Linked DNA regions of Gadus morhua: region 1 is linked to region 2. The links are chromatin contacts, called in public Hi-C maps. All regions are on one chromosome and are shown on one strand. The core of a region is the stretch at or near the end of the contact, and the rest is flanking DNA. Distances in the headings are between cores, read along the strand shown. Region 1 holds the start of fip1l1a (FIP1 like 1a (S. cerevisiae)). Region 2 holds the start of pdgfra (platelet-derived growth factor receptor, alpha polypeptide).

Region 1 (6,378 bases), core at 3,194-5,693, 140 kb after region 2:
CTTCTCTGGTGATATCTTTAGTGTGAATTTCACATTCATAGACACATTATGTATGGTATTAAATTGACTGTTAAAACATTTGAGATCTCCGGCAGAAAACCCAAATGCTGCTGCTTGAAAAAAACGCAATTCCGACAACGTGATTCTGAACGTAATCACCCGTCAAAAGAGTTAATGATGTAAGTGTGCGGATGGCGGGGCTCTCTGCTTGGTCGGTCTGTTTACAAACCGCCAGTGAGATGTGGATTTAAACTCAGACAGTGACGTGTGACAGTGTTTGAATCACTGCCTCTCTTTAAACACAAACCCACTGTCTGGTCCTATGAGTCCACCAGACTGTCCAACACACCAAGATACAACCGGCTGCCCAGTACATACTCTGATATGCAGATGTTTTCATCCAAAACGACATACAGACAATGGATTCAGATACGCATCATTAAGGAGGAGTTGTGGTGGGGGAAGCATGGATGTATATCCTGTATGACGTCAACCATTATCGATTGCAATCGAATTAAGACATTCAGTTCATGATATTTCTCTTAAATTGTGTTTTCTTTCAAACAAAACCAGAAGCTTAACAGATATTGATAATATATTATGTACCATCAATACAAAACAACAGATCACATGACAGCAGTACTGGGCCTTGAACTCCAGACTAGCTTGAGGACAGATAGATAGACATACTCATGGAGCCTTCGCTATCGCCGCCCCTACCCTCTGGAACTCCCTCCTTCTGGCCATCCGAAACTCTGATACACTCTGTTCATTCAAAAGTCGACTTAAAACCTATCTCTTCAGGACCACCTACAACATTTGACAAATCATCCTCCGCCATCTTCCACTCTCTCCCACTCTCTTAATGTGTTGCATATTGTTGTGGTGTTGTTTATTTTTTTTCCCTTTTGTGTGATCGTCTGTACTGTCTGTATGTATTCCTTTCTTATTTATAAAGCGTTTTTGAGTATTTAGAAAAGCGCTATAATAAACTGATCAATTATTATTATTATTATTACCGGTACTTTTACAACCACAGAGACAGACATAGTGACAGAGACAGAAGGATGGAAAGAGACTGGATGGGACCAGTTGATGTCAGTGTGTTACCCACCTCAGATCTGGTTGGTATACAGAGCATAATGAGGGACGATCAAACAGGAATTCTTTGTTTGCTGGGTCTGTACGCCCCCTCTGGACCTGAGTGGAATTACAATACAAGGGATTATTATATCAATGACGCTCCTCTTGCACCTTTTGAATTCACTGATTTGTACAGGAATTCAAATAATGTACTTCCTAGAGTACTTCCTTGCTTCAATTACAGTCACTCCATGTTGAGTGATAATACATGTCTGCTAAATGTTTTCTAAATTCTGAAGCAAACAAGCACATTTTACATCCCACACTACTGAAAATAGAAAAATGTTGTGGAGATAACAGCCATCAGTATCTACAGGTAACCGCTCAACCACCAATAGTTTACAACAATTTTGCTAAGAAATTGTAGCATACACTGCAACTTACGTTACAATTCAGGTCCTAAACTAGATCCCATCTCACACCCTGAGCTAAGCCCTACTGTACGCCAGCACGTTGCAGAGACAAACTTCGTCCATACCTTCATTCTGGAAGAAGCAGAGAAGTTCTCCCAACCTCCTCTGATTCTCCTCTGTTTCCCACAGTAGGCCTTCCAGGTGTCCTCATTAAAGCCGTAGTTAAAGTATTCTGAAATGTCGGCACCTGCACAAGAGCAACCTGGTGTTTTAATGCCAAAACGGACCCAATAGACCCATAAAAAACCCAGGCAGGATCAACAGAACAACTGAATTAAACCAAAGTAGAACCCGTAGGGGGGGACAACACAAGACCAGCAGAAAGAGGGGAGACCTACTGCTCACCCGGTTTCCTCCACGGTTTCTCCTCGATGTCCACCCACAGCAAGGGGATTCCCTGGACGTCGCCCAGGGCGTTCAGGTCCAGAGCCTTGGCTTTGATGACAATTAGGAGACAAAGGACAGTAGTAGTAGTGGTTGGTCAGAAAGATGGCAGTTTGGGTGTGGGAGTTGAGAATACACTAAGTACAGTGTACCTATAGGATTGGGCCTTCCCCCAGATCCAACAGTCAAAGATGTGGATCGAATTCCGTGAGATTTTATGCTGCGAAGACACACAAAATAAGGAATATATAGTTAAATGTCGTGAATACACCAAATCAGTCAGTCAAACAAATCAATCAGAGAATATAAATATCCAACAGCAAGACCCTTTCAGATGACCCTTTCTTATATTACATATATTACAAGATAAGTTTCTTGGTTGTTTGGTAAAAGTAACATAAATAGGCATTGTTTATGCATGTCATTTTATGTAAACATTAATGCAAGAGTGAAAATGACAGCCCTTGGTCTGTCATTCTTTCGAGAAGGGTGATAAAAGGGGAAACCTGTAAAATCTACAACATGTGACACCTTTGCCGTATGGTTATCACAACACTGGTAGAGAAACCGTTGGTGCGTATGAGATGACATTGCAGAGTGCGTGGGTTGTGAATTGAAACCCCTGTGCACGGACGACACCCGATGGGATTCTCAGTGAGAATAAATCACAACCCATCACAACACATCACATCTCATACATCAGGAACAATATCAGGAATATGGAAACACGCCGTTGCCCTAATGCTCTCAGGCAGGAAGGAGTTTGTTTTGATTTCTGCAAATTCTTCCTTTCGGGTAGAGTATGAACAGATAAATAGATAGTGAAAGAGAGAACAAGAGAGAGAGAGAGAGAGAGAGAGAGAGAGAGAGAGAGAGAGAGAGAGAGAGAGAGAGAGAGAGAGAGAGAGAGAGAGAGAGAGAGAGAGAGAGAGAGAGAGAGAGAGAGAGAGAGAGAGAGAGAGGATAGGTAGGTAGGTAGGTAGGTAGGTAGGTAGGTAGGTAGGTAGGTAGGTAGGTAGGTAGATAGATAGATAGATAGATAGATAGATAGATAGATAGATAGATAGAACACACAGATAGAACAGGAAAGCCAGAACCATGCTGTTCAACCCACGTGCATAACGATGAGGCTCCTGCATTTATGGTTCCTATGGTGACACAAACATCATTATCGTCATCATCATCATCTTCATTATCTTGGTTGCTGTCTTCCTCTGGGTTGTCTCCCTCTGCATTCTTATGAAGACAGGAACACAACACACAAACAACACGTAGACGGAGGTAATGCTATAAGCTCAACAACGGTCGATACAATGTAATTAGATTGCAAGTTATGGGTTATATGTGCACAGTACCTGCGTTTCCATCTCACCCCCATGATCCTTTGCAGTTTCATGTGCTGTGGCTGTGCTGTACATAAAATATCAATAAAAGTATAAAATAATATAGTAAAAAGTTAGGATCGGTTGAGATAGGCTCTGGTCGGGTGTTCATACTCAAATAACTCAGAGCATAATCACGTCTAGAACTTTAATTACTGCAAGGAATTATAGGACTGGTCGCTTTATTACTGCAGAACATCTTTAATTAAAAGAACCAAAAGGTCAATTTGAATTTATAATTCTATGTTGCATAATATGTGCAGCTAGAGAATGGAGTCAGGGAAGAAAGCCTGGAATTTAACTGTTGATGGTAAGCCACAAGCTCAGATATATCATGATTGGTTAGCGTGGGAACGGAAAAGAAAGCCGTTTTCTCCAAGCACCGATGATGGGTCCAACTAATATCAAAAACATTCACTTGAGATGTGATTATATTTGAAGTGAGAATTCATTAGGTAGACAGAGGGTTGCAGATAGGAACATACCAGTATATTATTTCCATTTCACCTGTATTATCCCTGGTTTCAATTCCTATGGGAGAAGGGCAATAAGAGTTTGATTGAATCTTTGTCTTATGTAGGCCTACCGATATAAGTCAATACAAATTTGTGAAGTGTCAGTGTGAAATAACAATAGGTCCAGTCAGTCACGATTGGTACTTTGCAATTTGGTTTTACAGCCAAAGAAACCTTTGAATGTATGAAGTATAGAATATAGTACATGTGTCCTTGCTTCTCCCGAACTTCTAAATAAACGTTGATTTTTCTGTTGCTTTGTTTGCATGCTGTTTTGCATAACTGAGGAACCTTTTGCCTCCATGTGGTCGGTGTGGCAACAGCTGTCAGCTGGACATGATGACTTTCTCTGCCCCGACCATATTTTCTTATGCAAAAAGCAGCAGGTGGGTTCAACTTCAGAACTCACCTTCATACAGCCATCCATCCTCTTCCTCCTCCCACATGTTGTCCAAATCCAATTCGGACATTGTAAAATCAAAATGTTATGTTTTGATGTGTATTGTTTGACGATTGTTAGATTAACAATCGTTAATTATGTTCTTGATCAAAATAAACCAAAACGGATTAAGAGGTCAATCAAGAGTTTAGCGCAACATGAGCGATTTGACAGTTAACGCCGTGTTTCTATGGGGACGAGGGAGTGCAACAGTCGTTTAACAGTTTACCTAAAGTGACACAATGAACATCAGTCGAATGAAGTCTTTATATTCACCCATTTCATGATTTACGTTCATGTTTTAATAAAAATCAGGAAATTCTGGTGTGATGGATATAATAATGATAATAATAATAAATATTTTTATATAGCTGCATCATATGAGTATAATTTATGGGAAAATATTGACCTGATTATCAGTATTATCAGTTGGTCTGAATCACAGCTAAGGTATGAGTCTGGATTGAGTGACAACTCGTTGGGCGTTTTCAAACCAATGACGTACATCTGTCGCGACGAGAAGCGGACACGTCACCACGGCGAGACTCTCATGTGTTATTGTTTTGGAATGCAGTTCATTTGACATAAATTACGTGTTTTGGGATTTCGTCGTGTGGGACACAATAACAGAAAAATTAAAATGTCGACCACCGAGCAGTTCACCATGTTCCCCGGTCAGATGTGGGAGAAAGTGCTTGCGAAAGTGAAGAGAGCTGTTGTGTTTATGGACGACAAGTGTGCCGAGAGTCTCCACTGGAACGGCGGTGCTATCACTTTGTTTGAAGCAGGAGCCCTTAATGTTAAACAGTTTTCCAGCTTTGAGTCCAGTGGGGAAAACGAACCAAAGGCTGTATTTGTGGTGAGCACATTGCTGAAAGGTAGAACAGTCGACATTATCAAAGACATCATATCCCTTAGTCACTTTCAGTATTGCGTTGTGTTCACCACCGTTGCCCATTCTGTTCACCTGCTTGCTAACAACGTTAGTGTCGAGTTGGAAGGAAAGCCTGTGTTTGAGCAGCTGGAAGAGAAGCTCTGTGAATGGATGGGCAACATGAACTACACGGCTGAGGTGATGCAAGCCCCAGTGGTCTTCGCTCCCGTCTCCCAGCAGCTCCTCCTGGCCCCAGCCTTCGCCCACCTGTTCCCCTTGCTTCCTCCTGACCTAGAGTTGATTAATGCCAAACGTCCAGAGAAGAAGCGGTTTGGCAACATCAGCGACGTGGACATGTCCTCACTGCCCACGAATCTACAGATAGAGATAAAGTCCCTCGCCTCTGCCCTGAACTCCCTGTTTGAGACCACCTGTACGAGGGAAGAGAGCTTCGCCGTTGGTCCCATGAGTCGCCTCATCGCGGCGGAACTCACCAACCACTCCCAGGCGAAAAACCGTCGAAAAACAGCCCCCAATAAAGCTTCAATTATCTTTGTTGACAGAACCATGGATCTAACAGGTGAAGTCTTATAGATGACAGATTTCTGTCTTTTCTAATCTGTAGTTTATCTTTCGTCCTCAAATGTCTTTATTCTCTCCAGGCGCTGTTGGTCACCACGGCGACAACCTGGTGGAGAAGATTCTGACAGTTCTTGATCTCCTACCGGGTCACGCCACGGACATCCAGGTGGACATGATGGAACTGACCAGTCTCCATAGTAACAAGCTCTCTCAGGGAACCGTGGCTCCCGGCTGTCTGGCTCAGACCCCGTGAGTGAGACATCCCATCACTAAACACATGCAGGGAAACCCATTTCTTCAAGGTTTTTAACACATTTTCATTAATCACAATCACAGACCCTCGTTCAGATCTGAGTAAACCAACAAACACTAAGCCAGAAAACCCAGTGGGAACAAGAATACATTTTGAGATGGTAGACATTTGGATTGAGGCAGACATTAAGCAATTGAGAAGTAAAGCAAATAGAAGAGCTGGTCATTATATCTCCAAACTGCCAACAAATTCAGGTTGAAGTTGCTTTATTATATGATTATATGATACGGTATTAAAGGACCTGGATACATAACTCCATAAGTCCATATGTCATCAATTCAACTACTGTTCCAAACTGTCCCTCCTGCCACAAAATATGAATATTCAGTGGGT
Region 2 (6,987 bases), core at 3,649-6,148:
GTGAGAGAGTGTGTGTATGTGTGTGTGGCGTCTGTGATAGTGAGTGAGAGAGTAAGAGAGAGACTGAGTGAGGTGGAGGTATAATTATTTGTGTGTGAGAGATAGATAAAGAGAGGGGAAAGAGAGGGAGAGAGTGAGTGAGGTGGAGATAGAAATCTGTATGTGTGAGAGAAAGAGAGAGAGAGAGATGTAGAAAAATATGGAGGGAGAGAAATGGAGAGAGAGCAAAAGAGAGAGAAAGAGAGGGAGCGCAATAGAGAGAGAGAGACATGGTAACAGACATGGAGGCTGTTCTTCAGTACCTGTCTCGTGGGGTGGAGCCAGTTCTGCACATAGAGGGGGCCCTCAGGGGCCAAACAGGTGATGTTGAAGGGCTGGCCGGCCCTGACCGCCTCTTCACTGGCAATCACCTCCACGTGGAAGTCCTCACTCTCTTCTTTTTCAGCACACACACACACACACACACACACACACACACACACACACACACACACACACACACACACACACACACACACACACACACACACACACACACACACACACACTCACGCACACACATACGCACACACACGCACACACACACACACACAAAAAGCCAGACAGATGTAAGCACAGTCATCTCTCGATTGACCACAACCATGACCTCAGTTCTCTCTCTCTCTTTCCTTCACTCACTCTCTCTGCTTCTCTTTCTTCATGTATTATTTCTCTCCTATTTCACTCTCTCTCTCTCTCTCTCTCTCTCTCTCTCTCTCTCTCTCTCTCTCTCTCTCTCTCTCTCTCTCTCTCTCTCTCTCTCTCTCTCTCTCTCTCTCTCTCTCTCTCTCTCTATATATATATATATACATATATTTCTCTTTACCATTATCTCGCTCTCTTTTTCTTACAAATGTGTTTTTCATGACATCATTACATTATCCCATGTGTGTGTGTGCACATACACACATATGCCCGGCATGTTACCCATGTGGTCATCTCCCACGGTGATAATGACATGATGTCACACCTTAGATCACCATTGAGCTCTCTGATTGGTCAAAGCAAGAAGTGACTGTTACAAGCTGTGTCCAGATTGTCCAGAACTTCCTTACTAGTCTCATTAGACTCGCTATAAAGTCTGGGCTATGAAGTCACAACGCGACACCTTCTACCGCAGTTTGGTTTTCCTGCGGTTGGGAGGTTTTCCCTTACTTTGGTAAGGGAAAAGGACCCTCACCCACACTTTATCAAGGTCAAAGCTCTTCTCCAGTCAAACTTGTGAATAGGTTAGGTCACGACATGATCAAAACATATATGAGCTCTTTAATATTTGCAGACTAATTCCATGATGGAGGTAGGAAAAAAAGAAAAGAAATAAAGGCAAACGTCAAATTCACCTTTGAGGTTCTCCACGGTGTACGTCTCGCTGTGGACCGTACGGCCGTCCGCCGCGGTGGTCTCACACCGGTACTGGCCCACCGGCATGTTGCTGAAGAAGCCCATTTTGTTGTCGTACAGAGCGGGAATCTCCTGGCCACCCGGGACTCCATTCAGCGTCACGTGAGAGTAGGGGTTCGAGACGCGGCAGGGGATGAAGACGCCGTTGCCGATGATCGGGAACACCATGAGGTTCGCCGCTTCCTCCGGGACGAACGGGACCTCTGGGTCTGGACGTGGAATGACGATCAAACGATCAAGCACCAGCTCGGAACGCCAACATCCAGAACTTTGCCACACAAGAACCTCCCATTAAAAAAAACTATTCCCATGTGTATTCCCAATAAAATAGGTACAACTCTAGTTAAACCAATGAAATAAAATCGCGTGACAATTATTCTTCACCTGCGACAAAAACGTAAATAACGGCCTCGTTGAGTTCTTCGTCCTCGTCAACAGGTCGGTCGTCGGGATCTTGGTTCTGACAGGTGTAGGTTCCCGTATGCTCCACGGACGCGTTAGAGATGACGAGCGTTGACGAGTCGGAGCCCGCGAAGACGAAGGTGTTTCGGGGCAGAGGCTCGGCCCAGATCACGTTCTCGCCTATGCAGCTGATGTTGAACGTGGAGAGAGGCGAGAGAACGAACTCGACTTCCTTGGAATCGATGGTCGGCGTGGAGCGTCCGCAGGAAGCTGCAAAAGGAAACGTTGGATGAAAATGTGCAGCAAGCTAAATAACGTAATAAACGTAAATTTAAAAAGCGCGTTAGTTCATCGCTAAATATTGTGTCCTTACCTGATATGACGCCCAGCAAGACAACTCCAAATGTAAGGAATCTCTTCATTCCGGCCATGACCGTTGTTAGTTTTTGGGTCGTCCTGTAAATGAAAAGCACATGTCTCACTCATTGGTTCGGTAAACACTTGCGTCCTATAGTTTACGTGACGGATTCCAAGCTCATCCAACCACATTGATCAGTTATGTGTTGTGAGGCAGGTTTTCAGTAAAAGTTGGGGTGTTTCAGTGTGATTTTGAGTATAAGGGCGTTGATTTCTTGCTGCACATCAGGGGAATATTCGGGATAGGCAGATGGAGTGAACTTTATTTTTATTCTTTTTCGAATGGTGCCAAGTTCCAGTTCGGTTGGGTATGCCCCTCAAACGTTGGCCGCTAGGTGGCGACATAGTCCGCTTTATGACTGCGTCGTGACGGTTTCGTCTCCGCATATTTTTTTTTACAGTCCTTTTCTGTAAATTTCAAACAAGAATAGGCCAACTAAATTGCTTCAACAAAAAACGGTTTCAACATTAACTACCACGATCGATAGTGGATCTACTATAAAAACAAATATCTTTACTATAAATGCTAATAACATTTATAGTAGCCTACCTATATAGGCTACGTAATTTCTTTAGGATATGGTCTAATATAAGGGGATTGCATTCGCGCAGAAAAACAAGGGCCAATATATAAAGTGTATCTCGTTTTCAATTTAAATCGAATTTCTCAAAAACAACAACAAACACATCGAACTGGTTCCATCATGGTCCGTTTGACCATAGATGTTGTCCAGTGACGCTCATTTATCTGTTATCTGTCCGGGAACAAATGAATAAGAGCGAAACAACCCAACCAGCACACTGGATAACTGGGTAGCACACTGCTGTAAGAGTTCATCCAAACTTCCCCAACTGCCTCTTCAACTCTTGCTTAATAACCATTACCCTGAAGTTGAAACAGTCTCTCCGCACCTCTGTTTTCATGTCTTTTATTTTCCTTTCTCCTTTGAAATCATCATGTCTCTTGTGCGCTTTGTCCAATATGGATTTTATGGGAAATCCATCGAACAATGGCCCTTTTTCCAAATAATTCCATAAACCGTTTGCCCTGACAAAGTGTTTTGTGGCTTCAGTTCATCCGAGACAGGACAGGCTAATTACCGTGCCAACCTGGGTTTAGCAAGAGTATAATTAGTGGACGCCCTCCACGCGCGAGCGCGCGCGCACAAACACACTCGCGCGCGCTTACACAACAAAGTATTATTCGCTTGAGAATCTCCAGACATTGCAGACCAACTTTGGCCAGGGTGTCAACACAACTCTTTGTAAGCACATCATTTCGAAATGAGATTTCAGCGAAAAGTCATTCCCAGTCTCCATGTCGCTCTATTCGTCTAAGGCTCGTGCGCTAGACTGAAGGAATGTGGCCCCACTGTTTACTCTATACTCTCTCCTGTTCTGATTTTGCACAAAATACGATGTTCAATTGCTTAATAGCAGGCACACACATGTGTGTACTGAATCGATTAATTGATTATAGATGATCATCAATCTTCTCTTCTGAGCCATGTCTTTCCCACACAGCGGGGGAGTGGATCCCTAATGAGCCCTCACTCATTAAAACCTTTGACTCTTGACTTTTTTTTGAAGCGCCTCTGGACGATTACAAAATAAGTCAATTATAACAGCAGAATGAAGAAACTAAATATATAGTTACGCTATACGCGTGCCGTTTCTCCTGTATCCATCGGCATAGTGCTTCAAAAGTTGTGACTCTGGAAGAAAGCAGTTTGCCCATATGCAAAAGTTTCTTTCCTTTTGCCACTTTCTGTTCCGCAGCCTCGAATCATTGCGATGCAGATATTCCTTTTTTAAAGCATTCCATGAGCAGGCGAAGAAAAAATTGGTAGAAAAAAAAGGAATAGGTTTTCTCCAATGTGTTTTCCATTAAGTGTCAGGCATCTCCACAATAGCGCTTCAGTCCGCGAGGTGACACCTCCAGCTGTGAGGCCGAAAAGAAGCACTTTCATTCAGCCAAGGGAGCCACGTCTGCCCGCTAGGCCCCCGGAGGTGAGACCATATGGTGGACGATAAGCAAGAATTCCTATCATCCCTATCGCCCGATAACGTGTTGCAGAAACTGAAACGGAGTGGGCATCCCAGGTCCAGTTCCATGGGAGGAATAACTTTTTTTGCAGGGAATCAACCAGATTTTCAACTGATTCCAAATTATGGGAAAAAAACGCTTTGTTATTTTAAGTGGTGGTAATTTAACTTTATCTATTTCATGAGGTTAAGTTTGTTTTATTTTGGGATATATATATTTTTTAATTGACATTAAAAAAAACAAGTCCCACACCCTCAATTAATGGGCGCCAACACAGCTTACATTTGTTACTACATTAAATGATCTCAAGTGGTGATGATCAAGATTCAAACCATTCTATTACCTTTTACAATCCCAGGGTTTTATATTCCTTTCGATTAATTACATCCAATGCGCATCGGGAGCGTAAAGGCTCCAGGAGGGAACGGTCCAAGGTGCAGTATGTGTCCGGAGAAGTGGTTTGTTCGCCGGCAGAGCGAGCATACGTGCGCCGCTCCGTCCACTTCCACAGCCGCGTTTCTGAATGCGCCTGGGCTACAGCGACCTGTAATTGATTCAATGTTACAGTCCATACTCCTCCTCCCCCCCAAAAAAACTAATCATCTGGCTCAAAGTAAATAACTCGCAGGAAATGCCCCCCTCCTCTCCTCCTCTACTCCCATCAAGCGCAGAGGTTCCCTTCAAAATAAGAGTCTCGTTCAGAAAAAGTAACAGCAGCGTTTCGAGTTGGTCGTTTGAAATTAGATTAACATTTGTTGTATTTATTTCCATACAGATATGTTTTCCTTTTATTTTTCAACTAAGACTTTTTTCTGGATAACAATCTTTAGTTTTAAGCCCATGATGAAGTTTGATTGGCCCTTATTAAACATCCCTAACATGAATATCTATCTTGCCAACCGAAAAGCGCTATTCTCTTTTAACGTTTCCTCCAAATATGCATACCTAAGTATTCGTTTTTTGCCTGCAGGCCACATGATGTGAAAAGGTTGTTTTTTTAAAACCACAAAGATATCTACAAACTCATAGAGGGCGCTCCAACACCATCTTATATCTACTGGTGATGCTCTCTCTCTGAACAGAGAGAGAGGGTGTATGTGCGTGTGCGTGTGTGTGCGCGCGCGCGTGTGTGCCTGTGTGTGTGTGTGCGTGTGTGTGCACGTGTGTGTGTGTGTGTGTGTGTGCGTGTGTGTGCACGTGTGTGTGTGTGTGTGTGTGTGTGTGTACGTGTACGTGTACGTGTACGTGTGTGCACGGTCCCTTACGTGTTGGTGCAGGTGTGTCAGCTGTTTATCCACATAGACCGTCTACTATTCAATAAGTCCCAAGATCTCGTAGCCTGGGGTTGACCTGTCGGACCGAGGGGTGGGCAGAATAATGGCTCATTAGGAGTCACCTATCTCGGGGCAGTGAAGCGGGGTATCCGAGCGAGGTTTCCCCCGGAGGCTCAGCGCTTGGCAGCCCGAGAAACAGCGCTCCAGCCGATAGGCACAATCACTTCCACATGTTCCCTCGGAGCAAGCGCGAAAAGAACAGCGTCCCTTGTTCTCCAAACAAAGGACCTCTAACTTTAGCCGTTAAGCCCAACCGTCAGCCTGCAGGCTTTTTCAGGGTTTCTCTTTTTGTGTGGTGCTCTTCAGCCACTAATGTAAGGACAGGCGAAATGGTAACTATATCCACGCCTTGGCGCTATATTCGATGGAAGTCAAGACATGTATTGACGTGTTGAAGAGTCATAAAACAGGCAGTAGCAATAATTATAAAGGGAAGAAGCCTCGCAAGAACAAAGAAACAAAAGATGGGCGCTTCCGCTTAATTAAAAGGGATTAAACGTGAGGCATACACTTTATATCCTCTCTTTGTATCAAGTGACACTTCAATGCTCGGGTGTGTTGCGTTAAATATATTGCACAACGTTAGAGGAGGACACTGCAACGTCCACAGCCAATAGTGGACCTAAAGTATGACCGTCTTCGGCCACCAGGGGGCGCAATTTAGCACAATAGAACATGGCTATCCTCTGTAAATGCGCAATTCATAGGCTTTATATTGACTTCAAATGTGACTCCCACAAAAAAAAATCAAGATCCATAGAACAGATAAAACTATGTTGTAGGCCTATTCTTAGCCTAAAGAAATCCAACCGTCAACTGCAAAAAATGACCAACCCTACAGAACATGGATGTATAATTCAGAAAGTGAAAACAGACAGATCATGAAAGAGCATATATGGGGTAGACACTGACTGCAGAAACAGGAATGTCAGGAGCAACAAAGGTTTGGACAGTGGAAACAGAGACGGGTCATTGAGGAGCAGGTAGGGTTAGACAGTACAAATACTGATCGTTAAGAAGCATGTATGGGTCAGATAGTGAGTATAGAGAAAGGTCATTGAGGAGCAGGTAGGGGTCATATATACAGAGACAGGTCATTAAGAAGCAGGAAGAGGTTAGACAGTATAGACTATATTGTCTACTCTCTGCTTCTTAATGATATGTCTATAGTATGGACATATCATTAAGGAGCATGTATGGGTCAGATAGGTCGTATAGAGACAGGTCATTGAGGAGCAGGTACGATCTAGACAGTATGTACAGTAACAGGTCATTATGAAGCAGGTAGGATCTAGACAGTATGTACAGAGACAAGTCATTAAGAAGCAGGTAGGGGTTAGACAGTAT

Evidence for each region. A called contact is a pair of places that touch in the nucleus more often than the background predicts.
Region 1: a Hi-C map of gill shows a contact between it and region 2, with 4 times the contacts expected there. The contact joins the promoter of fip1l1a here to the promoter of pdgfra in region 2. A contact is called at or near these places in 2 of 6 Hi-C or Micro-C datasets (gill and heart).

Annotation. Positions count from the first base shown.
Region 1 is chr12:4,688,067-4,694,444 of gadMor3.0, forward strand. It overlaps fip1l1a (FIP1 like 1a (S. cerevisiae)), which reads right to left and starts at 4,444. Exons shown (of 13, transcript XM_030372876.1): 1 at 4,247-4,444; 2 at 3,808-3,853; 3 at 3,296-3,350; 4 at 3,055-3,176; 5 at 2,093-2,160; 6 at 1,902-1,991; 7 at 1,622-1,743; 8 at 1,115-1,200. The coding sequence starts at 4,307. scfd2 (sec1 family domain containing 2) reads left to right here and starts at 4,792. Exons shown (of 9, transcript XM_030372615.1): 1 at 4,792-5,730; 2 at 5,813-5,981. The coding sequence starts at 4,917.
Region 2 is chr12:4,543,103-4,550,089 of gadMor3.0, forward strand. pdgfra (platelet-derived growth factor receptor, alpha polypeptide) reads right to left here and starts at 4,899. Exons shown (of 29, transcript XM_030372728.1): 1 at 4,650-4,899; 2 at 2,216-2,298; 3 at 1,825-2,112; 4 at 1,380-1,649; 5 at 303-442. The coding sequence starts at 2,273.